Regions from separate parts of the Mus musculus genome. Here regions 1, 2 and 3 are each linked to region 4. Evidence: chromatin contacts called from public Hi-C and promoter capture Hi-C data. All regions are on one chromosome and are shown on one strand. The core of a region is the stretch at or near the end of the contact, and the rest is flanking DNA. Distances in the headings are between cores, read along the strand shown.

Region 1 (7,203 bases), core at 2,853-5,352, 2.0 Mb before region 4:
GTGGTGGTGAATTGGATGGCCTTGGCTTAAAGACAGAGTCCTTCATCGGGAGGTGACTCACCCCAAGGCCCAGCCACTCGAAGAACAGCCAGTGGATTGGAACGTCCCAGGACAGATGCCACAGCCTTGACCCAGGTTGGAGGTGCACGGATCTCACTAGGGTCAGTTGGTCGTAGGGGAAAGCCCCATGGATCCACCAGGATAAGATGTTTAACTCTACATTAAACAGAAGATACACTGTATTTGCTTGGAGGTAGCATAGTTTTCCAGTTGCTGGGGAATGAGAGCATTACTGGGATAAATATTGGAACGTGTAGGAAGGCAGAGTCAGCTCATGAGTGAGAAGAGTAGCTTAAGTTACCTTTCAGGGTACTTGATAGAGTAAGAAGTGGCCAGGAATCCTCCCAAACTGTGCCCCAGGAGGATCATGGTGGGGATTCCCATGGTCTCCCGCCATGTCTCTATTGAGGCCACAAACTCATCTTCAGCTCCTTCTGGGTCCCTTGGGAATGTTGGCCTTGAGCTTCGCCCAAAACCAAGCAGATCAAAGGTATGAAGTGTGCGGCGGGCACTCAGTGAATCCATGTTGAGGATCCAGAGGCCCACACCGCCCCCAAAGCCATGTACCATCACCAGAGGGGTGCGATCCTTTTGTTCTGGGCTCACAGTCACCGTCCAGATCTTGTTCTGGTTTGGGAGGGATACATAACGGGCCAGGAACTTGTTCTGGAGACCTGGGAAGGGAAGAATTCCTGGGTAAAGCATCAAGAATGCTTCCTGAGAGCACAGACATTTTGCCTAGAATACACTCTTCAGTTTTCTCTCCTCTTAAAGAGATCATTTTAGGAAGCCCTCCTAGTCTCCACAGTGAGTTCCAGGACAACGAGGGCCACATAGAAAGACCCTGTCTCAGAAGAAAAGGGTAATAATGATGATGATAATAATAATAATGATAAAAGAAGACATGCTGAGGAAGCCATGGGAAGCAAGCCAGGAAGCCACATTGCTCTATGGTCTCTGCTTCAGGTCTTGCCTCTAGGTTACTGCCTTGGCTTCTAAACTTCATGATGGATTGTAACCTGTAAGCCAAATAAACATTTCCTCCCCGAGTTTGATTTGGTCAATATTTTAATCTCAGGAACAGAAAGTGAACTAAAACAGCCTCATCCATCTTCGGCCTCCTTAGCCCGGCCTTAGACAGAACCCTAAGTCAGGTTAGCAAGAACTGTCACGTGGTGTGCCCTGTTCCCCCATCTTTAGATCTGATCCAGTGAACCAACTTCTATTTTTTTGTGTTAAGTCCTTGACTTTTCTTCAGCAAGAATCTTGCTGAGTTCACTCAGAAGAAACTCCCCGTCTTGAGGTCTTTAGTAATCTCCATCCACTGACCTTGTCCGTTCCTTAGCTCTAAGTTCCCCAGCTGTTCCTGTAGCATGGGGAACTGGGAATGTTATCATCCCAGTGATGACAGGTCGAGGGCGTTGAGGGACCACTGTCGTGGAATACTTTGTTGTCTGTCTGTATCCTCCCTGCAAGCCAATGATTTTCTTTCCTCTAACCCATACTCTCCTAATGAGGAATCAGGGGGCTCAGTGGACCCAGGTTGGGGAAGATCCTGTATCCTTTCCAGGCCTTTTAAAGGGGAGGAGCAAACTGTCCCTTCTACTTACACTGGAGGATCCTGGCTTCCACATTCTTCAGTTGAGACATGGAAGTGGGGCGCCAAGTGGGGAGCCAGCTACTCAGCCAGCCCTGAGGCCTACAAGACACAAAGGTACTTACTGACAACACTGGAAAGAAGCCACTGTTCCCAGCCTTGCTGATAGCTCCTAGAGTTATCAGGGTACAAGGTGTCTCCCAACTTCAGGAGGCCTGCCCTTCATGGTCTTCAATATCAGCAATGCCTAAGCAGTCCGATAGATACACTGTTACTCTTTCCTTAGGCAAATGGCTATTAAGAACAATGGCCCTTAACAGATAGCAGATACCATGAACACAAAACTTGACTCTTTTGTATTTATTACCTTCCTGGAGCTTTACAACTCCTCTTTGTTGCTGGTTATTTTAATCTATGTTCAAGGAGATTACAGAGGGAGAGGGAGAGACTTTCACTAATATTTCCATTATTCTTTGTCACTCTCAAAACTAGCTGTTATTTTAGGGTATTACAGACAAATTCCCATGCCATCTGCTGTCATGCATGCTTCTGGAAGTTTGGGGTGCTGTTAGTGCCTGATTGGGGAATCCATCCATCAGGGATGAATTTAGAGCTGGGGCAGGCAAGGACCAAGGGGTAAGATATCTAGATTCATGTCACCAAAAGACACAGGTGGCCTCTGGCCCATTTTTCAGGTTGTAAAACTAGGAGAAAACTTGCCTATGTCCTAGAGTAAAACTGGTAACTTATCCTACTTTCCCTTTCACACCCAGTGACTCAGCCACTGAAGAGCAGAGGTGCCAAGCACTGGCTCTGGAGTATACAGAACTCCTGGGTCTGAACTATAGACCCACAAGTGAGGAACGGAAGGGGTTGAGGTCCAGACATACAGTGAACCTTGACAGGTGCCTGCCACAAATGTAGTTCTTGTTCTACCTTTCCTGTCTTGCATGCTTTCTCTCTTTTTGTGAACTCTGCCTAGGTGAAGGTAAGAGGATGGTTGCAGCAAGGGCTTGTGGGTTTGAGCAGGAGAAGATGATGGCATCCTTGGCGGAACCATCCCAGCTACTCATAGCATACACAATGGGCACCCTGAGTATCATGGGAACTCGCTGGATGAAGCACCAATACCTAGACCACAGATCTTGGCCAGTCTCAAAAGAGAGACTTCCTCTTTGCATTGTAGGCTATAACAAGTCAGACCATGACACCTGAACGAACCCCACACATCTCTAACTCTGGACAGCAGAGCTCAAGAGAAATGCTTCCCTATGAGACAGCAACACTGGCAGCAGTCCACACAGGCCTGGAAGGGGTGGGGGTTGGGGGACAGGGAGCTATGGGCACAGCTTGGCCTTTCTTCTGTACAAACAATCCAGAAAGAGAAAAGGCAACAGTGCCTGTCACACTGTGTGTCAGTGCTATTAGGGAGGTGAGAGCTGAGGTGGGAGAGTGAGGCAAGCAGCCTCTTAACATTGAGCAAGTCTCTGAATTTCTATGGGCATCCGCATCTGTTGCTTTATTTGTAAAACGGAGCTGAATGACCTGAGTCTTCTTTGGCTCTAGTGCCGTTTCCCGCAAGTCACTGTAGGCACCATAAATTTCCTCTTAGAAAGCAATACTCTTCTTGGGCAGTTCTTTTAGGTCCCTTACACGATTGTTTACTATTGATACAAAGTTATTTCGTTGTTCTGCAGATCCAAAAGGACAAATATTAGGTCAAGGGAAGGCCCTGTTCCTGTGAAACCCTTGGAGCTGAGTCATTCTCCTCTAAGCAACTTTTTCCCGATCCTGTTAGACCACCATCACACAGGTGGCATCTCAAACTTGATGGCCTTGGGCGAGCAGTAACCACATCCCAATCTAACAAACCTACTTCTGAAACCACGGCAGTAAGCATGTGTTTATGATTAAGAACACTATCAACTAGGATTGCAAGCAGAACGTAAAGGCGGCCAAGGGCTAAAGGAATTTGCAAGCCAGTTCCACACTAATTCCATCGCAGTGGAGACTTCTCCTACCCATGCCTTGTCCTTCAAGGGCTTTTCACACCCACGACTTTAGTTCCGGGCAAGTCTCCACAAGCACCACGTCCGCATCGGGAAGAGCTAGCTTATTCCTCGTGCTTTACCACTAATCTAACTGGGCTACCAGAGGGGCGATCGCGAAGACTAGTGGAAAGTCAGAGTCCCCAGGCTGAACGCAAGCTTAACCCTCAACACTCTCCCAGCTCCGCAGCCTTCTCATCTCTCAGCGCTCCCGGGGCTCCTGAGCGCAACCCATCCCTCCCTGGAAGCCAACCTGAAAGGAAAGGCGGGGAGTCTGAAGCTGTCCGCAACTACAGACAGTCCCCGGATCCTGGCCCGGACAGATAGAGACAGAAAGAGAAACGGACAGGAGTAACTCACTGCTGCTCCAGATCATCAGCCATAGTAAACAAGCCCTGCCGGGTCGAGCTGAGCCAGCCCATCCCTCCGCTCGACGCCAGAACCAGCTGACCCAGGGAAGTATCGGATAACAAAGGGGGCGGGGCCGGAGGCGGGGCCTGGGTCGCTAGCGGGGTTCTAGCGGGCAAAGTTGGCAGACCAACCGACTCAGCACATGGACAGCAATCAGTTGGGTGCTTCCTTCTGTTTGCTCCCTCTGGCCTGCGTCCAGGCTGAACACTACGGTCCCACAAAAGTAGGCTCCTTAATCCGGATCACATCCCTTTGGGGGACAGTGAGGGAGACAGGAAGACAGGTAGTTTAAAACTCAAAGTTCCTCACTGGAATGCCACCAGCCCCGCCTCCACACCTCCTTCAATTAAAGAGTGAAGGAACTGCTTTGCCTCTTGCTCACGTTCTCAAGCTTCCCTCTGTATCTCAGGTCACAGACGCTTCATCTGCCTTGGTAGTCCTATGGAAATGGTTTAGATGTCCGTGGAGTCATAAGGGTGCTTCCTATAAAAGGGCCTCGGATATTGTAACCCAAGATTTCCCGGTTCCAGAAATACAAAAAGCATGCTGCCTAGTTAAATTTTAGACAGCAAAGTTTAAAGCTAAGTAGGCTCCCTGTAGTATTTGGGGCATCCTGTATTCACAGCTCTAAGATGAGGGGTGACACCTGTCAGCATAAGCATTTCTCTGTTCTGGGGATGTCTTGCCTCAACCTACTTTCCAAGGAAAAAGTAGCAGTATCCTGCTTCCTTCCATTCGGTGGACCTCCCAGAGGAGGGCCAGTTAAAGGCCTAACGCATAAGGCTGGGCGTGATTAGGTATGTGGATATAAGATTAAGGATGTGGGATGTGAAGTGACTTAACCCAGAAGTTTTGAGCACATTTCAGGCTGGCTCGGCAGAGAGGCGGGACACATCTTGAAGCTGGCTTCAGAATTCACTTGAAATGGCAAAGGGGGTGTGGCATCCCTGGAGCCGCTCCCTTTCTGATTATCCACTGCAGTAGTTTAATCATACTTAAGGGGAAAGAATCTACTGAGGACTCTCTCTCTCTCTCTCTCTCTCTCTCTTACACACACACACACACACACACACACACACACACACACACGTCAAGGTGTATGTGTCCTGGGTTGGCCTCACATTGGATGTGTATCTGAGGATGATCTGTGCTTCCGAGTCTCCTGTTTCTATCTCTGGAGTGCTGGGATTATAGGGTATTCTGCCAGGCTTGTTGATTCAGGATTGTGGATCGAACCCAGGGCTTTCTGCTTGCTAGCTAGGCACTTTAGCAGTGGAGCTATGTTCCTAGTCCTACAGTATTTTTCTTTGGTCTTCTTGAAAGACCGAAGAGAACCTGAGATTTATTCTTTCCAGAAACACAATGTTAAACTGATCATTATAAGGGTTTAAAGTTGAAGAGAACTGGAATTTTCAGAAATGTCCATCCATGATTTTAGCCAAGCTCAGTGGTCCCACAATTCACTATACACAGTCATTGGGTAGGCTTGATAACAACGCAGCCTCCTGATTGCCATCCTCAGAATCTAATTCAGTTAGTTTGGTTTGAGGCTAGAAAGCTGCTTTTTTTTTTTTTTTTTTTTTTTTTTTGCATTGAAGGTGCTGGTGTTCCAGAAGACACACTAGTTAAACAAATAGAACCCATGGCCAGAAGTCTGGGTTAAGTTCAAGTTCTTAGCTTTGTCATTTATTTCCTGATCTTGGGCAAGTCATTTTGTCTGGCTGCTGCTGCTTCTGGAGTGTGTGGCTTGTGAGAATTCACTAAGGCAATTCAAAGAAGATTTAGCATATGTACTTTAACAATGATGTATCTTATGTCCAAAGCCAAACATTATGTTACACAAAGAATCCAATGATAAAAAGAAAGGAAGTCATCTTTTTTGGTGGTCCCCCCCCACAGACTCCCCAGGCTGGTTTTGGAGAGCTGGCAACTATGTAGTCAGAACTTAGTTCAAACTTCCCTCCTTCTAAAAGAGACCCCCATCATCAGGGCACCACATGACTTTAGTTTATTTTCCTCAGAACACCATTTTAAAAGGCTCTTGCATAATCCATACTCATTTGCCCCTCCTCCAGAAATTAAGTTTCAGGGGGGAGTCTTGTCTGTTTAGCACCCTGCTTTGCTCCCTGCCCACAGCAAGGTATGTGCTTGGCACTTGGTGAATGCATGGACAAGCAGGCTAGTAAGCATGCCTGGCTGACAGAATGAAGCATTAAGTGCTAAGAATGAAGTACTAAATTCTGAGGGTACTAAGTACTAAGTAGCTGACAGAATGAAGTACTAAGTTCTAGGACAACAAAAGCTCCCATAATCTGATAACCTATAAAATGTGGGTCCTTTTGGGAAAGGCTGATCAGGTGCGACTGGTATTAGGACTTTAGATTCTAGAACATATATGCAGAGAGCATTAGTATTCTGTCTCCACATGTTCCAAATAAGCGTTAGCATAGTTGTTTAGAAGGAAGAATTTCAAGTATATGGAAAATGTTCTTTATAACAAAAGTTATCCTAAGGTATTCCCAGAATTGATATAACTCAGGATTGAGTAGATCTTCTAGAATTATATACAATGAAATGAACTCTTGGTACCTACTCTAGACAGGCCTCTGGAGAGAAAAATGTATTCTCCCCTTCTTATCTTGAAGTCAAGACACATATGGAAGAATATATCCTATCTTAAAAACATATCTTTTAAAACATACATGATTTGATACAAAAAGAGTACATAAAGTACTGTACTTTTTTTTATTTTTTTTCTGGTTTTGTTTTGTTTTTGTTTTTTTTTTTTGAGACAGGGTTTATCTGTGTAGCCCTGGCTGTCCTGGAACTCACTCTGTAGACCAGGCTGGCCTCCAACTCAGGAATTCACCTGCCTCTGCCTCCCAAGTGCTGGGATTAAAGGCGTGCACCACTACTGCCGGGCTGATAATATAATTTCTTAGGAGAAAGAATGGAAGAATCACAGAGTATGCCCCCTCTACTCTCCCATATCTTATATTGTGGAGCACCTTAGTAATGAAGCCTCTAAGGTCTTCTCTGACTTCTGATTTGACTTAAAACCCAATGTGTCTTTGCCAGTCATCAGAT
Region 2 (7,258 bases), core at 3,503-6,002, 1.2 Mb after region 4:
CTGTCTCTTGTCAGACTATGCCGGGGCCTAGCAAACACAGAAGTGGATGATCACAGTCAGCTATTGGATGGGTCACACGGCCCCCAATGAAGGAGCTGGAGGAAGTACCCAAGGAGCTAAAGGGATCCGCAACCCTATAGGTGATACAACATTATGAACTAACCAGTACCCCGGAGCTCTTGTCTCTAGCTGCATATGAATCAAAAGATGGCCTAGTCGGCCATGACTGGAAAGAGAAGCCCATTGGACTTGCAAACTTTATATGCCCCAGTACAGGGGAATGCCAGGGCCAAAAACTGAAGTGGGTGGGTAGGGGAGTGCGCAGGGGTGGGTATGGGGGACTTTTGGGATAGCATTGGAAATGTAAATGAGGAAAATATATAATAAAAAATTAAAAAAAAAAAAAAGCAACACTAGCAATGAGCCTTCTCCTTCTCCCCAGGGAGGTTTTCAGACCTTGAGGGAGCTGATACTAGATCTGATTCCACAGAAGCTCTTGCCCTTGGGTTAAAAATGCTGCTACTACATACCAAAGCATATTTCTATAAAGGCTGTAAATAAAGTGAGAACTAAAGGGCTAAACCATTGTCTAGTCAAAAAAAAAAAGAAAGAAAGAAAGAGAGAGAGAGAGAGAGAGAGAGAGAGAGAGAGAGAGAGAGAGAGAAAGAAAGAAAGAAAGAAAGAAAGAAAGAAAGAAAGAAAGAAAGAAAGAAAGAAAGAAAGAAAGAAAGAAAGAAAGAAAGAAAGAAAGAAAGAAAGAAAATACTTCAAGCCAGGTTTAGTGGCTCATTCCTATGATCCCAGTGCTCAGGAGGCAGAGGCAGACAGAACTCTGGGAGTTTGAGGCCAGCCCACTCTACATAGAACGTTCCAGGGCAGACAGGACTACATGTCTCAAAATAAAATAAAATAAAATAAAATAAAATAAAATAAAATAAAATAAAATAAAATAAAATAAAATAAAATAAAATAAAATAAAATAAAATAAAATAAAATAAAATACTCCACAAGCTTCCCACAGGCCAATTTGGTGCAACATTTTCTCAACTGAGGTTCCTCTTCCCAAATAACGCAGTATGGTAGTTTGAATAAGAATGGTCTCCATAGACTCTTGTATGTGAATGCTTAGTCACCAGGGAGTGGCATATTTGAACGAGATTAAGATGTGTGACCTTATAGGAGGAAGTGTGTCACTATGGGTTGAGCTCTGAGTTTTCAAAAGCTCATGAGGAGCCCAGAGTCTCTTCCTGATCTGGGTGTAGAACTCTCAGCTACCTCTCCAGCACCATGTCTGCCAGCGTGCCACCATGTCTGCCAGCGTGCCACCATGTTCCCCAGCATGATAATGGACTAAACCTCTGAAACTGCAAGCAATCCCCCATTAAATGCTTTTCTTTATATGAATTTCCATAGAATAGTAACTAAGGCATCTAGTGTAAGACAAATTAACATAAAACTAGCCAGCATGCTCTACAAATATGGCCTTGTGGTAAGAGGCCTGAGCCTAGAGCCACCACCTTTACTTGCTTGGCTGTTTGTACCTTTAGATCTGTGTGTCTGTTGTGGGGTAAACTTACATTCAACATAACTCAAACATCAGATCAATGCAAATGACAAAATTTTATTGCAATCAAGCTGCTACTGATTGATTAGGGCCACAGAACAGACTTGGGAACTGAACTTCAGGGTGGGCTGTATTGCACTCTCCAATCATATTTTGGTAAAAGGGATGTGAGCCAGGGAGTTTTCACCAATCATGTTAGGAGTAGGTTCCTGGGCCTGGAAACAGGATCCTGGTTCAACCCTTCCAGCAAGATGGAGAAGCTGTCTCTACTCAGACAACTGCTCCTCTGTAGTCTCCCCCAGCCTTGAGCAGCCGGCTCAGACCTGTTCTGCCACTGTGAGCAAGACCACCTAGAGTGGAGCCTTCTGACCTAGATAGGTCTATTGTTCTGCCACCTCTGCGGGTTTTCTCCAAGACACAGCCACTGGCTGAGAGGCTGAACCTGAACCTGAGACATTCCTAAGTAAGCAACAGCCTGGTGACAAAGCAACAAGAGCCTGGCGTGGCCAGGGATGAGCCTTCCCCCTTTATAAGCTCAGACTCTTAAGTAAACTTTGGGCCTTGATCATTATCTTTGTCTTGGTCTCGTTATTTCTCTGGATATTTTCTCCCATGCAGCCCCAGCCTCCCTTTCGGGAACCTGGTTCGTACAGCTGTGGGCGGCTACACTCCTTTCCAAGTTGTCCCTGAGATGTTGGGATTCAGACAACTGTTTCCTTATAGTAAGACCTACTCGTCTATTGGGAAGTCCCCAGCTCCCTTAGGGCTTGGGATCATGAATTTCTTTTTTCTCTGTGATTAAATGGAGTGTAAAAATGAAACAGTAATACTTAGAATCTAAGTTTCTTTTGCTTGTTCCCAACATGCCTATCTCCACGTGGCTTGTGTGTAGCCAGTATGTGCCTGGTGCCTGCTGGTGGCTGCTTGCCTGGTGGCTTTAGGCTGGAGTGAAAGATGATTGTGAGTCCTCAAAATCTCTCCAGCCTCCTGGCCCCCAGTGACCCTCCCCCTTTCCTGCTTTGGGAACATGAACCTCACACAGTAGGAGGGTAGGGAAGCTAGGGACTGAGCAAGAATGGAAGTGTAAGAGATGATAACAGGATTTAATAAGAGTTGATAACCACTCTTGGTTACATAGCGACGCTGAGCCCACCCTGACCAAATCAGACCCTGTCAAAAAACAACAAACAAACAACCCAGAAAAATAACACTCATTCTATTAAAAAAAGAAATTTTTTTCTGCCTATGAGCATTGTACAATAAAGCTTGACCCAAAAAATTGCAGGATAAATTGTTCAGCGGCTTGGTCCTTCTTTATACTTTTCTTATATTCCTCCTTCAACAAAGGTAACCCCAGAGCAGAAAATAATCTTCTTTCTTTCTATTTTGGTGGGGGGTAGTATGATGATAGAACCCAGGGACCTCTGTGCACTAAGCAAGTGCTCATTGACGGAGCTCCATCATAACCCATGCACTCTTTTTTTTTAAGCTCCGTTTTGATAGCGTAGGCATCTTAATTCTTCCAACACCTTCCCTTTTCTGTGGGAACAGAAGGCAAAGTGGAATAAACTGTAAGAGAACCTGTATCAAACAGAAGAAAAGGCCTAGCCTCACACAATCTTATCTAAGTGCACAGGCACTAGTTGGTAGGGAGGGTCTTCCTTCTTTGGGTGTTCACAGGCCACAATGAAGAACTTGTATTGCTTATCACTACTATAGCGGCAGTTAGGATAGGCTCCTCCAGTGTGTGAGCAGTCAGTCATCTTGACAGGTTCTGCGCTCTCGTGGCAGTTCTTCCGACCGTTCTTGCAGGTGATATTGTGCAAACTGCAGGTAGCAGCCACATTCTGGAAAGATTCATGCAGAAAGGTGTTTATCTGTTTACAGTGTTGGGTATAATTGTTGACACCGCGCATGGCTGTGTTGCATGGTTGACGACTTGTCTGTACGTGCTGAATTTCAAACCAGTGTGCCCTGGAGAGACCCTTAGGCTGAGAGCAAAGTAGATACATCGGCTCCCACAGCTCAAGCAGCAATAGGAGAGGAAGGTACCTGGGAAGGTCTACCACCATGTTTTCTGTGTAGGGAAAAGGAAGATTGTGGTGATAGAAGAAGCAATAAGAGCAAACGTATCTATCACAACTAGCTTGATTTTTCCCCCTTCCTTTTATGATTTCATAGCTCCTAAAAAATGAAGTAAGCTAGTCTCATATTCAAATTCTATGAAAAATTTGAAATCCAATAAGGAGGTCAGAGACGAGTAGGCTGGCCTGATTGTCACCTCTCATCCTCTTTGACCTAAATTCATACATGAATGCTTCCTGTTGGGATCACAGCACAAATGCCCGTGCATCCACAGATCTTCAGAGAAACCAGAAATGTTAAGCACACAAGATTGTCTTTCCAGTGGGAAAGAGGAAAACCCCCGACCTTCCATCCAGAAAGCTGACAACTGGAAGTGGTTAACATTCTGGTGACCTGTGTTATCGGTTGGGCCAGCTATATGAAGCTCCTGCAACCAGGACTGAAGGTTGCTCTTAATATAAATGACTCTTACAGTCAGAGGCTCCCCCAAGGTTCCATAACAAGGACCAGAATTGACTAATGACCCAAATGACCTCTATGCTCTCTGTATGCCTGAAACCAGGCCAGACCTTTAAGCCCTTAAGCTAGTACAGGTAGCTTATCTTTAGAACCTATTTCTTTGAAGAAATGACACTACCCTGAGTTGAGTTTCAATGTTACTACAGTTCCTTGTGCATCAGAGATTGAATTATGCCAGGAAACTTTTTTTTCCAAATTATACTGGGTTTAAATACACTGGGAATAAACCGCCTGTTATTAGACTCTCAGAAGTCCGATCCAGTCAATTTGTACCCAATCTTCACTCTTATCTCTTCGTGGGGTTCCCTTCCCTGTATGATACCTGCAGTAACACCCCCCATCCTCCCGCTGCAGCTTCCACCTGTCATCCCTTGGTCCATGTTTATCTTCCCTCTCCAGTTGGCATTTCCCAGACAACTCCGCTGCCTGGCCAGGGGCCTGAAGCACCTCTCTTACCTGCTGGTTGTGCTGGGCTCCTATGGTGAACAGGGCCAGATGATCCGTCCCAGGCTCAGAATATTTTGTTTGTTTCTCTTCTTCAAGCCGGTCACAGCTGCCTAGGTGGGGCACAGGAAGGCTTATTTTTAAGCCTATGAAAGAGAAACCTTAGATTTTGCAGAAGTACAGTGGGGTAAGACTCTCCACCTCCTAGTGAGCTCTTTAACAGTTCCAATGTCAGCGAAGAGGAAGAACAAACTCAACTCAAAAACCAAGTAGCCTCAAAGCTCAGAGGTTTAAGGACCTGATCACTTGCTGTGGGCTTAGCACTTCCTTTTTCACTGTAGCTTCCGTTTTTGAAGCCCTATGATTTTAGGTTTTTTTAACAAAAAAAAAAAAAAAATATATATATATATATATATAGCTGGTGCTTTTGGCCTCTTTGGGCACCTGCAATTACATTCATATAGTTCCTTTACCCCATACGCATCTTTAAAAATAGCTTTAAAAAAAAAACAACAACAAAAAAAACTTTTAATTGATTTTTTGAGAATTTCACATCATGCACCCAATCCCTCTCGTCACTCATCCCTCCGTATCCGCACTCCACCTTTGCACCTTCCCCACGGAAAGAAAACAAACATCTCACAGAGTGTATAACAGTATGTGCCACAGTAGACCCTTTTGTCCAAACATCTTTACTTGCAGATGTTCATTGCAGTGAGTCTTTGGTCTGGTTTGGGGACTCTGGCTTCTGCTAAACTATCAATACTGGATCCTCACTGGGACTCCTCTGGGATATCCTGTTATTGCCATGAGTCCTGGAGATCTTGCAGCTATGGTTCTGGAGGACCTGCCCCTTCATGTGCTCTGCCATAGATAGGGTAGATGTAAGGGTGGGCAAACTCAAAGCCCTGGATCTGGGCCTGGGTAGTAGCTGAGTTGGTGAGCCTAATAGCTCTCCTTTGCTCACACCAACTTGGCCAGATCTACTGTACTGCCCAGGCAAGGTTTAGGGTGCTCTCCAAATGCTACAGCTGGCAAGGGGTGGGGCCAGCTCTCCTATCTGCTTCAGGTGGCTAGCAGTCGGGGGAGGGGAGGCATCTCTCCCACGCCCACACCAACAGATGGCCCCTGAGGACAGCCAGTGTTTCTGCACTCATACCCTTGGGGCCCAGGTCACCCACAATCCTTAAAACCAGGGCCAGTTCTACTGTGCTTCTCCATATGGTGGGGGAGGGAGCTGATTTGAGCTGCAGCTGATGAAGGCCTGAGCCCTCTCCCACACTGCCCAAGTGAGGGATAGGATCAGCTTAGCATAGCCTAGTCCCAGGTGGCAGTCTAGACCAGAGACAGCCACACAGCCTTTGGTGATATCATGGGCCACAGACATCAACACAGACCCCTCCTTCTGCAGGGCCATGAACCCAGACATGGTTCTCAGTGGGAGCACAGGCCAGGATCTCATCATGACCACAAGCTATTCACATTAGGCTGTTCCTCACTGCCTTTGAGTCTCCAGTTCCCTCTCTCTTCATAGAGCACACATCCTTATGTCTCTCTTTCTTTTCCATTTCTCCACCACTCACTTGCTCATCTTAGTGGCACCTGTGCCTCTGGGTGTCTTCCATGTGGCACCAGGCAGAAATTGTCACAGCCAGGTAGTGGTTGGGTTGTCAAGGGCATGTTCTGCCCCCCACCCCCAAATAGCTTTTAAGGTTAGCTTCTTCTTTGACAATGCTATAAACCTACACAGACTCCACTCTGATCACACTCTTGCCTCCTCTCTTTTTAATTATGCATTTAATTTATATATATGTTTTGGTTTTGTTTATATATATTTAGTGTATATGTTTTGACACTGCCGCTCACACACACACACACAAACTTGTGTCATGGGGCGTGTGTGTCGATCAGAGGACAATTTGGAAGATCTGGTTTTCCCTTTCTACTGTAGGGATTCCAGGAATCAACTCAGATAATCAGGCCTGATGGCAGGCTCCTTTATCTGCTGAGTCCCCTCACCGGCCCCTTTCTCTTCTCCTCCTCCCACTCCAGCTCTTTCCCCTTGACACCAGATATTTGCATTGTTTAGTTTAGTTTAGTTTAGTTTAGTTTAGTTTAGTTTAGTTTAGTTTAGTTTAGTTTAGTTTAGTTTAGTTTTTGTTTGTACTTTGTGTGCCACTGGGTTTCAACAGGACTGGTCTTGTGGGCATGACTGTAAACCTTTCAACTGGAGCATGGGTACATCACTGAAGATAATGACTTCTCCTGGAGCCATCAGCTACAATTAACTCCTTGGAGAGGTCTCATGAGCCTCTCCTGTATCTACAACTGAATATTAATGGACTCAGTCTTGTGCATTTCCTGGCAGGCAGCCACAGATATTGTGAGTTCAGGCATGTCATGGCCTCATTGTGTCTGTAGGACAGACAGCATTACATGGCTGCCATCATCACCACCACCACTACCACCACCATCATCATCATCCAGCTGTTATACCTTGTCTCCCTTCTTGATGTTTTCTGAGCCTTGGAGAGGATGACATAGGTGGTCCATTCATAACTGAGCACCAGATATTCACCTGTCCTTAGCACCTTGACCAACTATGAGTCTTTCCCTTAATTGCCATTAGATGTGATTTTGTTTTTC
Region 3 (7,525 bases), core at 2,622-5,121, 1.4 Mb after region 4:
GGTGATACCTTAAAGAATGGTGAGAGAGCTGGTGTTGGGTTCTGTCCCTGTAATCAAAGAATACAGGCAGTTCTAAGGTAGCCCAGGCTACATAGCAAGACCCCATCTATAATACAAAATGAGGGAGTAGGTTGTTGCCAGCTGCAAATGTGGCTTAGCTGGTAAAAGTATTGGCCTAGCTTGCATGAACACGATCATCCAGCACCACACAAACTGAGCAGAACTGAGCATGGCGGTGCAAGCCTGTGGTCCCAGTACCTAGGAGGTAGAGGCAGGAGCATAGAATTTCAAGGCCATTGACTATAGGATTTGAGGCTGTGCAGGGTACCAACATGAGACCCTTGCCTTATAAAATAAAAACCTAAAATGAGTCTGGTGATAGGATGTAGGGGGAGTATACTTTTAGGTAGAGGTGAACTAAAGTTAAAATTCACTAATAAACTAAGAAGCTAAACAGTGTCCCCACTCTGGAGAAAGAAATGAGTTATCAGCAATCCTGGTTCACTCAGTAGATGTGAGAAATGCTGGCAGATGCCTGGGATGGCAGAGTACTTTACTGCTTAAGGGAAGGAAGCACTAAACCACCTGATCTTGGAAAGACCCCTGAAGGTGTTACAAGTGATTGGGGTACAGAGACAGAAGTTTGCATTGCATTACTGTTTCTAGGACTTTGAAATAGTAGATACCAAAAGTAACCTCATCTTTTTCTTCTTCCTCATCTGTCAGTTTGGTACATGGAAGCATGCACAGCAATATGGAGGGATCTACGCAGCCTGGGCATTTGTCATTTTGTTGGCTGTTCTATGTTTGGGTCGGGCCCTTTATTGGGCTTGTATGAAGGTCAGCCATCCTGTCCAGAACTTCTCCTGAGCCCCTTGATGCAGTCTGTGCCTGACCGCTGCCTGGTACCAACAGTAACACTACAAAAGGCTCTCTGGACTTCTACAAGGAAGCCAAACAGCTGCCTCCCTTTTCCCTGGGGAGAGGTAGGAAGGAAGCAGTCCCTTCCTTCCTTATGTTTGGAAGGGTAGGTAAGACCATTGCTGGCTGGCTGCTCTCTTCCAGGGGTTGCTGTTTAGGGTAAATAGGCAACATTGCCCCTAAGCCTGGATCCTAAAGATGGTTCTAGCCATGCCCTTCCTGTACGTGCTCCCGAGAACCATTCCTGTCCCTTAATACATTCCAGGGCAGGGTTGGGGTGGGAGATGGGAGGGGGTGTTCCCCTCCCTCTGTGCACCATTAGGACCTTGCTGCTGCTATTGCACTTCACCAGGGGCTGGCTCTGGCCTCAATACCCAGTCTCTTCTCCCCACATTTCTCGTCCTGTGGGGTGGGGTAAGCCACTGCTCTGTACAGAACTATAGGAACTGATGTGTATATATATAACTATTTAATATGGGATATGTTCCCCTAATCCTGTACTTCCCTGAATTCCTCCTTCCGATTTTACTTCCAGTTGCAGTATTGAACTGGGCTGAGGTAGGGTCACTGTCTTGGGAGAGGTTAGGGACTCATCTGTGCTTGTAAATAAATAATGTCATGACTCTAACCTTTCCCACTTAACAACTTTTGTGTATGAAAAAGGGAATATGTAGTTTTCACAAAGGGACAAAGAAAGCCAAGCTGAAAGTAGGGCCTTTTATTTCTCTTGGATTGTCTAAAGGAAACCAGAAGTTTGGTTTAATGTTTAAAATGAGGGAGCACATACAAAACCAAACACCTGAAGGCTAAAACACCAGACTTCTGCAGAGAGAGCCATCTCCCAGGCAGGAAGCTACTGCAGGAGGGTATCACAGTGCTAGGTAAAGGGTGATGGGACAGTGGTCACTGCCAAGAGCCTTGGACCGGATCTTGCTGTCACACAATGCAGGTAAAAGAGAGTGGGAAAGCAAAAAGTAATCAAGGCGCCAACCAACATTCTTAGAGCGGGCATTCATCATGTAAGTCCAGAAAGTGTAAGCGTAAGCAGTGTTGGGGTAGAGATGCCGGAAGCTGTCAGCCAATGGTACAGCTTGTAGCAGTTCCCCAAAACCTTGGCGCTCCTGGGGAGTAAAGCCAGCATTCTTTTTGTTTCCTTTGGGGTTACGGAGGTCAATTTCTTCATGAGCCACATTGAGATCCCCACATAGCACAAGAGGCTTTCTGGAAGCCAAGTCCTTTAGAAACTTTCGGAAGGCTTCATCCCAACGCTGTCGGTATTCCAGTCTTACCAGACCCCTGCCTGCATTGGGAACATAGGCTGTTACCAGGACAAAGGACTCAAATTCAGCCACAATCACCCGGCCTTCTTGATCATGTTCTTCCTCGCCTATAAAAATAAAAACCAGTGTAAAAATTTTAAGAAAGGTCTAAGAAAAAGTAGTAGAGTTAACTGAAGAACATTCAGACATGAATGTCATTAAGGTCTCACCAATGCCATAAGAGACTTTTAGCGGGCACTGGCGGGAAAGTAGGCCCACACCACTGTATCCTTCTTTGTCTGACGGAGCTGACCAGTACTGATGGGTGAGTCCAGGCAGCTCTTGCAGTTCAGCCGGGAGTTTGTTCTCCGAGCACTTGGTCTCTTGGAGGCACAAGATATCTGGTGCTTCTTCCTTTACCCACTGAATGGAAATGTGGAAAATTAAAATTTTATGTGCTACATGCTATACACAGAAGGCATTCGAGCAGCAGAATATAAACAAATCTTGTATGTGAGTGAGTGTCCGTTAGTCACCTGACTGGGGTGCTGGAAACCTAACTGGAACCTTCGGAAGCACAATGTGCTGTCAACTGCAGAACGCTCGCTCCCATTTGGATCTTAAGTAGTTACTGGGATTGAGGATATGCTAAGTAACCCAAAAGCGGGGGGGGGGGGGGCAAACAGTCTAGACTAGTTTTTTTAAAAAATGAAATGAGGGAGTTGTTGGGGTTTATATAGGCTTTTAGGAGCCCTCCACCAACCCCCCGGGGGGGCATCTACAGACGCGAAAAATAACGTTTCAAAGGAAACAAGATGATTGGTCCTTAAGACGAGTCAACCAAGAAAGGTCTACTTCCCGATTCTGAACTGTACTCACATCCAAACCTTTCTTTTTAATCCAGGCTCGAAGCCCATCCACATTCCAGGAGCATATCTTGAGTGTGGCAGATTTGCCACTGGGTGAGGTTTTCTGATCTGGAGGGTCCTCGTACAGGACAGGGCCCTCTCCCGCGGCCTCCTTCTCGGTTTTCTTTGCTGCCCCCTTACTCTTCTTGGTCTCTGGCTCTATAAAATGGGTAAAGTAGTAAGAGCTGGCAGTTCCAACCTCAGGCCAGAGTTAACTCTAACCTCATTAGGCGTTCTAATTACACAAACTTCTCGGAACCCAGCAACGTAACTTGGTCCATATTTACCGTAATTCATGGCGGTCTAGTAAAGCCCTGAACTTGCCTGGGGGGTGGGGTTGGGCACGCTTACCCGACTTGGGTTCTTCCCCGTCGTCGGCCGCCGCTTTCTTTCCCCGCTTTGGCATCGCTGTGACGAAAGCCCTTAGGCTCCTGGAGCACCGAAGCAGTGTTTACTGCGCTGCCTGCAGATAAGAAACGATGAAATCAAAACACAAGGAGAGGCAGCGAGGCGCCTCCCGTAGGCGTTTGCACACCCGGGGCTGCGGTTCTTCCGGCCTGGCCCGCCACGAGCAATGCAGCCCCTCGCCCGCGTTAGGCCCTTCAGCGAGCAGGGTCGCGAAACGCGCTAGAACAAGGTACCTGACCTCCCAACGAAGCCAGAGACCCTCACGGCACAAAGAATGGAGTCTGCCTGTTCCCACGTGGGCGATTGGTGTGGTCACGTGATTCGAGGGCTCCGCCCCCACGTGGTTCTGGAGCGCGATGATTGGTCCTCCTGGCACCTCGTGACATAACTTCTGGCGCCCGAAAGTCCCTTCGCTTGGTTCTGGGTTGTTCGTGGTAGTGCCGGTTACAGCTCGTCACTCGGCCTCACGACCGGGAGCCGTGAGGCACCATGCCCGCGGTGCTGGGGTTCGAAGGCAGCGCCAACAAGATCGGCGTGGGCGTGGTCCGCGACGGCACGGTGCTGGCGAACCCGCGGCGCACTTACGTCACGGCCCCGGGCACCGGTGAGTGGCTGCGGCCGCGCTTCCCGGCTCCTTGTCCAGTTTTGTTCTGTCCGATATTCCACACTGTTGCCTATGTCAGATTTTACAGGCTTCCCCACTCCAGACTCCCCTGATTGTGCGTTTGGTTGGTAACTTTTGACTAGAAGAGTCAGACACCTGGGGCTAGGTCACGTGGGTTCGTTCAGGTTTTGTTTTTGGGTTTTTTCATGCATTTTTTTGAGACAGGGTCTCTCCTTGTAACCTTTACTGACCTGGAACTTGCTGTGTAGACTCTTGACTGCTGGAATTAAAGGCATGAGCCACTACCCCCGGTTGTATTCTGATTTTATCGAGCAACTTTAATGAGCTAAGCATCCGAAAATATGTGTTCCGAGGCAGCGCTGTAGATGCACATAGAGATTGGTTTACACTGCACCGTGATAAATATAAAAGTAATCTACAACGAGGAGGGAAAGCTGGAGGAGTTCCTGTATTTTCGATCTGTTTTAGGTGTCTGTTTTTCGGTACTTTTAGAATGGAAATGGGTATCAGTGGGTTTGGACAGTTATGTGAAAAGCACCAGGCACTGCACGACTCTCAATATAGTTACAAGTTGTATTTTGCCTACCCTCTCCCAAAACTTGCACACACATATAACCTGCATGTACCTCTGAAGGCTCCCTAAGCAGGTGAAATGTTTCAGGTTACATAGTAGAAATATATGTGTGTTTAGGACTCACTCTTGTAGGCTCTAAAGCACAGAGGCTGAGATACGTGTGGTTAAAGGGAAGCTACTGACAGTTGTAGTGCTGTAGTTATCATATGTTAAGTCCAACGATATGACCTTTCATAGGGTTCTATGGAATTACAGGAAAAGTTAACAAAGAGTAGGAAGTTTGTAAAACTCAGATTGCTCCTGAACATTGTGTGTGGACCAGCACCATCTCTGAAACCCCAGTAGCCTATGTAGAGGTTGGAAAGCTAACAGAGTGTGTGGTGCAGTCTGTAATGGTGACACCTGGGAGACTGCGACAGGATCTGAGTTTAAGGCTGTCCTATGTTGTGACCTTGTCTCAAAAGTAGAGATTTGAAAAGAGAATATCTTGGGCTGGAGAAATGGCTCAGTGGTTAAGAGCACTGATTGCTCTTCCAGAGGTCCTGAGTTCAATTCCCAGCATTCACATGGTGGCTCACAACCATCTATAATAGGATCCAATGCCCTCTTCTGGTGTGTCTGAAGACAGCTACAGTGTACATACATAAAATAAATAAATCTTTAGAAAAAAAAGAAAAGAGGATGTCTTAAAACCTAGGCAAGTAGAGTATGTTTTTCTACATCGTTAAAACGTGTCTTTGTTGGTTTTTTACTTCTTTTTTTTTAATATTATTTTTATTACGTATTTTCCTCAATTACATTTCCAATGCTATCCCAAAAGTCCCCCATACCCCCGCCCCCCACTCTCCTACCCACCATTCCCACTTTTTGGCCCTGGCGTTCCCCTGTACTGGGGCATATAAAGATTGCATGTCCAATGGGCCTCTCTTTCTAGTGATGGCCGACTAGGCCATCATTTGATACATATGCAGCTAGAGTCAAGAGCTCCGGGATACTGGTTAGTTCATAATGTTGTTGCACCTACAGGGTTGCAGATCTCTTTGGCTCCTTGGATACTTTTTCTAGCTCCTCCATTAGGGGCCCTGTGATCCATCCCAGAGCTGACTGTGAGCATCCACTTATGTGTTTGCTAGGCCCCGGCCTAGTCTCACAAGAGACAGCTATATCAGGGTCCTTTCAGCAAACGCTTGCTAGTGTATGAAATGGTGTCATCGTTTGGGATGACTGTCTATGGGATAGATCCCTGGATATGGCAGTCTCTAGATGGTCCATCCTTTTGTCTCAGCTCCAAACTTTGTCTCTGTAACTCCTTCCATGGGTGATTGCTTCCAATTCTAAAAAGGGGCAAAGTGTCCACACTTTGGTCTTCATTCTTCTTCAGTTTCATGTGTTTTGCAAATTGTATCTTATATATCGGGTATACTAAGTTTCTAAGCTAATATCCACTTATCAGTGAGTACATATCATTTGAGTTCTTTTGTGATTGTGTTACCTCACTCAGGATGATGCCCTCCAGGTCCAACCATTTGCCTAGGAATTTCATAAATTCATTCTTTTTAATAGCTGAGTAGTACTCCCTGTGTAAATGTACCACATTTTTTGTATCCATTCCTCTGTTGAGGGGCATCTGGGTTCTTTCCATCTTCTGGCCATTACAAATAAGGCTGCTATGAACATAGTGGAGCATGTGTCCTTCTTACCGGTTGGGACATCTTCTGGATATATGCCCAGGAGAGGTATTGCGGGATCCTCCAGTAGTACTATACTATACTATGTCCAATTTTCTGAGGAACCGCCAGACTGATTTCCAGAGTGGTTGTACAAGCTTGCAATCCCACCAACAATGGAGGAGTGTTCCTCTTTCTCCACATCCTCGCCAGCATCTGCTGTCACCTGAATTTTTGATCTTAGCCATTCTGACTGGTGTGAGATGGAATCTCAGGGTTGTTTTGATTTGTATTTCCCTGATGACTAAGAACTTTGATCTTTTCTTTTAAGTGCTTCTCAGCCATTCGAGATTCTTCTGTTGTGAATTCTCTGTTTAGCTCTGTACCCCATTTTTTAATTGGGTTATTTGGTTTCTTAGTGGTTAGCTTGAGTTCTTTATATATTTCGGATATCAGTGGGATTAGTGACAATTTTTTCCCCATTGTGTAGGTTGCCAGTTTGTCCTATTGACTGTGTCTTTTGCCTGAACAGAATCTTTCCAGTTTCATGAGGTCCCATTTATCAATTGTTGATCTTAGAGCCTGAGCCATTGGTGTTCTGTTCAGGAAGTTGTCCCCTGTGCCAATGAGATTGGGGCTCTTTCCCTTCAGTGTCATTATATCTCATCTTAATGTGCATTTACCACATTTAGGTTTTGAAGAGCTTTTATTTTTTTATTTATTTTTGGCTAATGACATTTCTTGCTGTTTATTTGTCTTATACTATGGAAAAGATGTTAGACAAAAAGTAAGACTAAAGCCAGGTGTGGGAGCATAAACCTGGAATTCCAGTACTCCAGGAGGCAGAAGCAGGCAGATCTCTGAGTGTGGGGCGACCCTAGTCTGTATAGCAAATTCCAGGCCAGCCAGGGCTACATCATAAGACCTTGTCTCAAGATAAACAATAAAAAATGGAATCAAGTCATTTACTCTGAGTTTAGAGAGGGAGGGAAAGCAGTGGGGGTAGCTTGGAACACCAGCAATACCTAATATTTGGTCCCTGGAACTGCTAACAAACAGAGCCTTGGTTGTTCAAGAACTTGCAGAGGAGACAGACCGAGCACTGAAATGGCTATCAGAAGTTGGCTACGACCTGTATACTGAGAACAGTTGTGGAAGCGGAC
Region 4 (7,200 bases), core at 4,325-6,824:
GATCTGGCTATTAAGCATGCAGACAAAGGGCTGGAGAGATGGCTCAGCAGTTAAGAGCCCTGGCTCACTGGCTGCTCTTCCAGAAGACCCAGGTTCAATTCCCAGTACCCAAGTAGTGAGTCATAACTATCTGCTACCTCCATTTCCAGGAGATATGATGCCCTCTTCTGGCTTCTGTGGGTATCACGCACATGCGTCATACAAGTACACATTCAAGCAGACACAAACATACGAAATAAAATAACTTTTTTTTTTTTTTTTTTTTTTGGTTTTTCGAGACAGGGTTTCTCTGTGTAGTCCTGGCTGTCCTGGAACTCACACTGTAGACCAGGCTGGCCTCGAACTCAGAAATCCGCCTGCCTCTGCCTCTCGAGTGCTGGGATTAAAGGTGTGCACCACCACGCCCGGCTACGAAATAAAATAACTTTTAAAGACAATAATGCAAGCTGGGTGATGGTGGTACACATCTTTAATTCCAGCACTGGGAAGGCACAGGCAGGTGGATCTCTTCTGAGATTGAGGCTAGCCTGGTCTACAAGTAGTAGTTCCAGGATAGCCAGAGCTATGTAGAAAAACATCTTCTTGAAAAATAATAATATAAATTAGTAATAGTGTGAAGAAAAGAGCTAGGGGTGTAGCTCTTGGTAGATTATTTTCTTAGTATGCACGAAAGAAGTCTAAGTTATGCTCAGTGATGTAGTGAATCAGAGATCAGCTTGGGATACATGAGAACCTCTGTGTGCATGTGCATGTGTGTGAAGAGAGAGTGGCAGGGTCTCTTTAGGTAGGTCTTACTGGCCTCAAACTCACAAAAATTCACCTGCCTCTCCCTCCCAAGTGCTGGTTCAAAGCCTTGAGCCACAATGGCCAGCAGAGAAACTTGTCTTTTTTTTTTTTTTTCAATTGTATGTGCATTGATATTGATGTTTTGCCTGAATGTATATCTATGTAGGTCCTGGCGTTACATACAGTTGCAAGCCATTATGTGAGTGCTGGGAATTGAATCCAGATCCTTTGGAAGAGCAGTCAGTACTCTTAACTGCTGAGCCACCTCCAGTGTCAAGAACTGTATCTCTAAAATTATATATACATATATGTGTGTGTGAGGTGGTATTTAATAAATAATTTCCTTTTTTGTTTTGTTTCAAAACAGGGTTTCTTTTTGTAGCCCTGGCTGTCCTGGAACTACAGGCTTGCCCCAAACTCAGATCCCCCCAAGCTCTGGGGTTGAAGGTGTGCGCCACCACCACCCAGCATTTTCCCCCTTTATAAGATCATCACATCACTAAACCATCATGCTAAAAGAACATAACTGGCTTTAAAAGATAAAAGCACGCTCTTGAAGCTCTCACCTTCCTTACTCTCGTCTCTAGCCCTCCTCTCCCCACCCCACCCCCAATGCGGCCATGGATGGCCTCCCTCTTTCTACCTTCTTTTCCCTACCTCCCTACAATAAAGCTCTAAAACCATAAAGAAAGAAAAAAAAAAGATAAAAGCACAATGTCTCAAGCTCAGATTCAGACAGGCACAGTGGCTCACCTACAGCACTGGGAAACAGGCAGGAGGGTCAAGAATCTAAAGTTATCCTTGGCTGTATATGGAGTTGATGACCAACCTGGACATACATACGAGACAACTCAAAAAGAAATTAAGTAACAACAACAACAACAAAAACCCAGGTCCAGTTGGGTGGGGTGATAGAGGATTGCATTCCTGGTATGCAGGAGTGGGAGTCGCAGGAATGGAAGGCTAGCCTTGGACCACATACACTCTATAAAAGAACTAGATCCTGAGACTCCAGTCTTTGGTGGTGAGGTGCTGTTCTGCTACTTCTGACAGGAGGCTCCCAGAAAGACAGAGGTGAGTAAGTGTATTCTTTACTCTGCTAAGAAAACAGAGCTATCTGATTCTAGATGTTCCTATCAGAGGAGTGCAGGAGGCCCTCATTAACACATGGGAATCCTGGGAAGTTGGGGGAGTTAAGTAGGGAAAAACAGCTTTTTTTTTTTTAAGATTTATTTCATGTATGCGAGTATACTGCCGATGTCTTCAGACACACACCAAAAGAAGAGGGCATTAGATCCCATTACAGATGGCTGTGAGCCACCATGTGGTTGCTGGGATTTGAACTCAGGACCTCTGGAATAGCAGTCAGTGCTCTTAACAGCTGAGCCATCCTTCCAGCCCCAGCTTTTGTTTTTAATTTCTGGCAAAGCTTTATATGTGTGTGTGTGTGTGTGTGTGTGTGTGTGTGTGTGTGTGTGTGTGTGTGTGTGTGTGTGTATCCCCTCAAACTCAGATCCCTCCCTGAGCTCTGGGAGTGAAGGTGTGCGCCACCACCACCCAGCATTTTCCCCCTTTATAAGATCATAATATCACTAAACTTTCATGCTAAAAGAATATAACTGGCTTTAAAAGATAAAAGCACAATGTCTCAGGCTCAGATTCAGACAGGCGCAGTGGCTCACCTATAGCACTGGGATGTCCTGTGAGATCCTAGAGATAACTAACAAGTCCACCATAGAACTGTTCTTAAACACAATCCACTCAGCAACCTGATACATTTTACAAACCTCTGTAAGATCCATTAAATTCCCCTTGGCATACAGATGTACTGCTTTTGAGATGCCCTGTAAAAACAGCTGTCTTCAAAGAGCCTGATGAAGTGACAACCTTTGGCTATCTGACTCTCTTCTACTTTTTGGCCAAAAATAGAACAAGCACAAGAAACAAGCAAACACTTGGGACTCTAATAAGTAGTCAGTTCCCAGAGCGTCCACTGCTCTGTCAGAGCCTTAGACCTGCATCTTTCTTCTCAAGGTCTCAGCATTTGCTTTCAGAGAATTCTACCCATGTCACCCAAATTCATCCATCCATCTTTCTTCCTTTCTTCTTTCTTTCCCTTTTTCTTCCTTCCTTCTTTGCTTTGTCTTGTTTGTTTTTCTTCAAGACAGGGTTTCTCTGTGTAGCCCTGGCTGTCCTGGAACTCACTCTGTAGACCAGGCTGGCCTCGAACTCAGAAATCCACCTGCCTCTGCCTCGCAAGTGCTGGCATCAAAGGCGTGCACCACCACTGCCCAGCTTCTTTGTCATTTTTAATCCTTTAAATACTTACCTCTTTTTAAGTGTTCTGTCCATTATAGCAGCTGAACACACGTGAAGACCCAGGATCCAAGAGAGCAAATATGGGCTGCAAATCTTGGTTCTGGAACTCAGGAAATACCACTCTTGCCACATTCTGTTAGTTTACTAAATCTAGGCAGAAGCCAGTTCACACTCAAAAGGGGAAATAAAATTAATAGGAAGTGTTTGGTTTCTAGGTCCCAGAATAAGGGACTGGGGTGTATATTTTACATATCAAAGCAGACCTGGCCCCCAGGTTCTCCCAGCATCCCTCCTCCCTACCTGGCATACCCTGCCCACAACCTTGAATTTGCCATTCCAGGGGCCAGGCTGCCCTTCCTGCCCTTCCCCCAGAGGTTCCTCCCTCTATAATCCAGACATTTTGCCCGCGCGGGCTCTCTCTCTCTCTCTCTCTCTCTCTCTCTCTCCCTCCCCCCCCCTCGACCCTGCTCTCTTCTTCCCCTCCCCATCTCTCCTCCTCCTTTTCTCCCCTTGTTCGAGAACTTGTTATCTTTTTCTCTTCCCCCATCCCCATCCATGGCCACCCCCCTGGCCCCAATCCTTGGGGACAGTGAACTCACTCAAGAGCAGATTCCCAGTAAACCTGCCTTTAATATGATCCTGTCTGGCTCTAATTGGCTCATTTATCAGGAATAACAGCAAGTATATACATCCCACATAAGATCATAAATTATGGGAGACATTGGTCCAACTGTGGACCCAACCCCCATAGCACAGGAGGCAAAGCTGAAGTGAGGAGTGCAACGTCGTCTCACAATCGCGTAAACCCTGACTCTGCTTTGCTGCCCTGGAGATCTCTGGCATACTATGGCATACTATGCACATATTTGCCACTTAGCTATCACCCACCACCCCCGTTTTTATTTATTTATTTGAGTACACACTGTAGCTGTCTTCAGACACACCAGAGGAAGTCATTGGATCCCATTACAAATGGTTGTGAACCACTATGTGGTTGCTGGGAATTGAACTCAGGACCTCTGGAAGAGCAGACAGTGCTCTTCATTGCTGAGTCATCTCTCCAGCCCCTTAACTTTTCATTATTTAGGGACTATTTTATTAGTTTTTGTAATCAAACTACTGTACATAAGACCATTCAGTGCAATAATAGAAATAATTTTACTTTAGTTTTTGTTTCTGGATAGGTTTGATAGCCAGCCCAGGAGATCTACTGTTCTCTGCCTTTCCAACACTGAGATAACAACTGCCTAGTCATGGGCTGGAGATAAGGCTCAGTGGTAAAGAGCACAATTTATTATTACAGAATTGAACTCAGGTTCAAACCCTAGCACCCACATTGTACATCACAATTGCCTGTAACTCTAGTTCACGAAGATGACTCCGTCTTCTGGTCTCCAGGGGAGCCAGGTATGTGTGTGTGTGTGTGTGTGTGTGTGTGTACAAACACACATATACAAATATTCAAACACAAAAATAAACCTTTTTCTAAATTAAGCTAAAACAATGTCTGCCACCCCACACAGCTTTGCCTTAAATTTATGTGGGTTCTGGGAATCTCAGAATCTCATGCTTTCACAGCAAACACTTTACTGAGCTACCTCCCCATTTCTTGCACATTTTCTTTTAAAAAAAAAAAAAAGAACAAATTTATTATATGTATATGAGTACACTGTAGCCGTCTTCAGGCACACCAGAAAAGGGCAACGGATCCCAATTACAGATGGATATGAGTAACCATGTGGTTGCTGGGAATTGAACTCAGGACCTCTGGGAGAGCACTGAGTGCTCTTACCTGCCGAGACATCTCTCCACTCATCCTGAACATTTTTAAAGAGTGCTCCCTCACGCTGAAAAAGATGGTTCCCTAATTAAGATGTTTGTCTTAGAATATGCCTGAATTCCCAGAACTCGGATATTGAGGCAGGAGGATTGTGAGTTGCAGAACCACATAGTGAAACTCCACTCTCCTTTCACACACTTTGTATAGAAAGAAAGAAAGAAAGAAAGAAAGAAAGAAAGAAAGAAAGAAAGAAAGAAAGAAAGAAAGAAAGAAAGAAGGAGGGAGGGAGGGAGGGAGGGAGGGAGGGAGGGAGGGAGGGAGGGAGGGAGGGAGGGAGGGAGGAAGGAAGGAAGGAAGGAAGATAATATTTAACTTAGAAAATCTGGGGCCTTAAGGGCAGAAATCTATGATACAGTGCTTGACCGTATGTGCAAGGACCAGAATATACAATCAACCAGACTAACAGTCTGTTCACTCCTTCCCGTCCATCCATCTCTCCACGCATACACCCACCCGTCAAACACTCACACTTGTTCTAGCCCTGCTATTTTAAATGCGTTGTCACTAACGACTTAAAGAAACAACATGGCGGGTCTGCCAGCTACCAACATGGCAAACACAGCCTCAGCGCTCCCGGAAACACGAGAGAGAACTACCGTGAGGATTACGTCCGGCTGGTTCGCCAACCGGAAGTGGCTTTTCATCTTGGCTCTATCCGGCTGGCCTTCGGGCGTCCTCGTGAGAATTAGATGTTTCTTAGTTCTAGGCTGGGGAGGTGCTAGTCCGCCGCGCCTGATTCGAGCCGAGTCCGCGCTGGGAGCTAGGATGTCGGACACGTGGAGCTCTATCCAGGCCCATAAGAAACAGCTGGACTCGCTTCGCGAGAGATTGCAGCGGCGACGGAAGCAGGACTCTGGGCACTTGGGTGAGGTGCGGGGTGGTCGGGGCGGGCCTGGGCGGGGCGAGAGACTCCTGGAGAGGAAGACAGCCCCGGGCTCTGCGCCCTTTCCGGAGCAGCCCTTTATTGGACTCCTCGATTGTTGGTTACCCCATCTTTCCCGAGTAGCTGAAACGCATGCCCACCTGCGGGAAAGCTTGCAGTGCCTCCTCCCGGGCGTCGGTTTTTCAAGCGTAACACCACACCAACATGGGTCCACTCCTCTCCTTGGGTCCCATTCCAGTCCTGTCTAGGAGAATGTTGCGTCCGTGAAGCCTCTCAGTACCTTATTCCGAGAGCCAGCAAAACCCGTTTTGTTGCTTCTGTGCCTGTTTTACCTTAGTTGTAACGTTTGCTTTGTCACTGTCTTTTCTTTCCCATGTGGGCGGGGAGCAAGGATTGCTTCTGTATATCTATCCCCAGAGCCCGGTTTAGCAGCCACAACAGGGTCCTCACTAGGACCTTCTCACTAGGACCTTAATGAATGAGTAGTGCAAGTGTTTACAAACGTAGCAAGAATCTGAAAACACTTGATTTTGGTCTTTAAACATTTTCCCCCTCCCCCTTGTATGACAAAGTTAGAAAAATTGAAGGCACTTAAAAGAGTACTACCCTAATAGCCTTCTCCAGCACAAGCTCAATTATTTAAGGTAAACCAGTTGCAAAGCTCTGCGAGAATACCGAATCCATACTACATGTGTGGGTAGCATGTCAGTGCTTTGCAGTATTCACAGCTCACAACAGCAGACCTTGGTGAAATTCAGTCTCACCGTAATTTGTGAACATTTATTGCATATCTACACTACTCATGGGTTTCGGCAAAAAGAAGACACTGCTGTTACCTTAAAGGAGCTTAAAAATCTATGTGAGAATCAAAGAAGATTAGAAGAAAAAGCAGGGAGAAAAACCCTTCATGGTGGCTCATGCCTGTAATCCCAGCACTTTTTTTTTTAAAAGATTTATTTATTTATTATATGTAAGTACACTGTAGCTGTCCTCAGACACTCCAGAAGAGGGAGTCAGATCTTGTTACAGATGGTTGTGAGCCACCATGTGGTTGCTGGGATTTGAACTTCAGACCTTCGGAAGAGCAGTCGGGTGCTCTTACCCACTGAGCCATCTCACCAGCCCATCCCAGCACTTTTTTAAACAAGAGGGATATCTGTGAGTTTGAGGCCAGCCTGGTATACACAGTGAGTTCCAGGACAGCCAGAACTACCTAGAGAGACCCTGCCTCAAAACAAAACAACAAAGCCAAAAAAAAAAAAAGAAAAGAAAAAGAAAGAAAGTGTCACAGCTACAGTATTATATATGTAAGATGCTAAATGAATGGGTCCACAGTCGCTACAATGACTAAGAAATGGGGCAAGCTTAATGG

Evidence for each region. Promoter capture Hi-C pulls out the DNA fragments that hold promoters and counts their contacts. Hi-C and Micro-C count contacts between places; a contact is called where the count stands out from the background.
Region 1: a contact with region 4 is called in a promoter capture Hi-C map of liver, with 5 times the contacts expected there. The contact joins the promoter of Abhd4 here to the promoter of Mettl3 in region 4. A contact is called at or near these places in 4 of 39 promoter capture datasets (hippocampal neurons, liver and maxillary cranial neural crest) and 1 of 9 other capture datasets (pancreatic islet).
Region 2: a Hi-C map of B cells shows a contact between it and region 4, with 5 read pairs. The contact joins the promoter of Rnase6 here to the promoter of Mettl3 in region 4. A contact is called at or near these places in 1 of 39 promoter capture datasets (pre-B cells) and 1 of 484 Hi-C or Micro-C datasets (B cells).
Region 3: a contact with region 4 is called in a Hi-C map of B cells, with 6 read pairs. The contact joins the promoter of Osgep here to the promoter of Mettl3 in region 4. A contact is called at or near these places in 2 of 39 promoter capture datasets (cranial neural crest and hippocampal neurons), 1 of 484 Hi-C or Micro-C datasets (B cells), 1 of 115 datasets of contacts at active chromatin or transcription factors (microglia) and 1 of 9 other capture datasets (pancreatic islet).

What each region holds. Positions count from the first base shown.
Region 1 is chr14:54,256,182-54,263,384 of GRCm38.p6, reverse strand. Abhd4 (abhydrolase domain containing 4) reads right to left here and starts at 4,102. Exons shown (of 7, transcript NM_134076.3): 1 at 4,066-4,102; 2 at 1,671-1,759; 3 at 362-734; 4 at 62-216. The coding sequence starts at 4,088.
Region 2 is chr14:51,126,531-51,133,788 of GRCm38.p6, reverse strand. It overlaps Rnase6 (ribonuclease, RNase A family, 6), which reads right to left and starts at 4,752. Exons shown (of 2, transcript NM_030098.3): 1 at 4,625-4,752; 2 at 1,602-3,641. The coding sequence starts at 3,636. The coding sequence ends at 3,175.
Region 3 is chr14:50,921,239-50,928,763 of GRCm38.p6, reverse strand. Osgep (O-sialoglycoprotein endopeptidase) reads left to right here and starts at 3,871. Exons shown (of 11, transcript NM_133676.2): 1 at 3,871-4,100. The coding sequence starts at 3,986. Apex1 (apurinic/apyrimidinic endonuclease 1) reads right to left here and starts at 3,815. Exons shown (of 5, transcript NM_009687.2): 1 at 3,735-3,815; 2 at 3,440-3,551; 3 at 3,060-3,247; 4 at 2,411-2,603; 5 at 1,576-2,308. The coding sequence starts at 3,494. The coding sequence ends at 1,791. Pip4p1 (phosphatidylinositol-4,5-bisphosphate 4-phosphatase 1) reads left to right here. Exons shown (of 7, transcript NM_001033271.5): 7 at 727-1,549. The coding sequence ends at 870. RefSeq lists a promoter at 3,623-4,095.
Region 4 is chr14:52,303,498-52,310,697 of GRCm38.p6, reverse strand. Mettl3 (methyltransferase like 3) reads left to right here and starts at 5,574. Exons shown (of 11, transcript NM_019721.2): 1 at 5,574-5,810. The coding sequence starts at 5,711.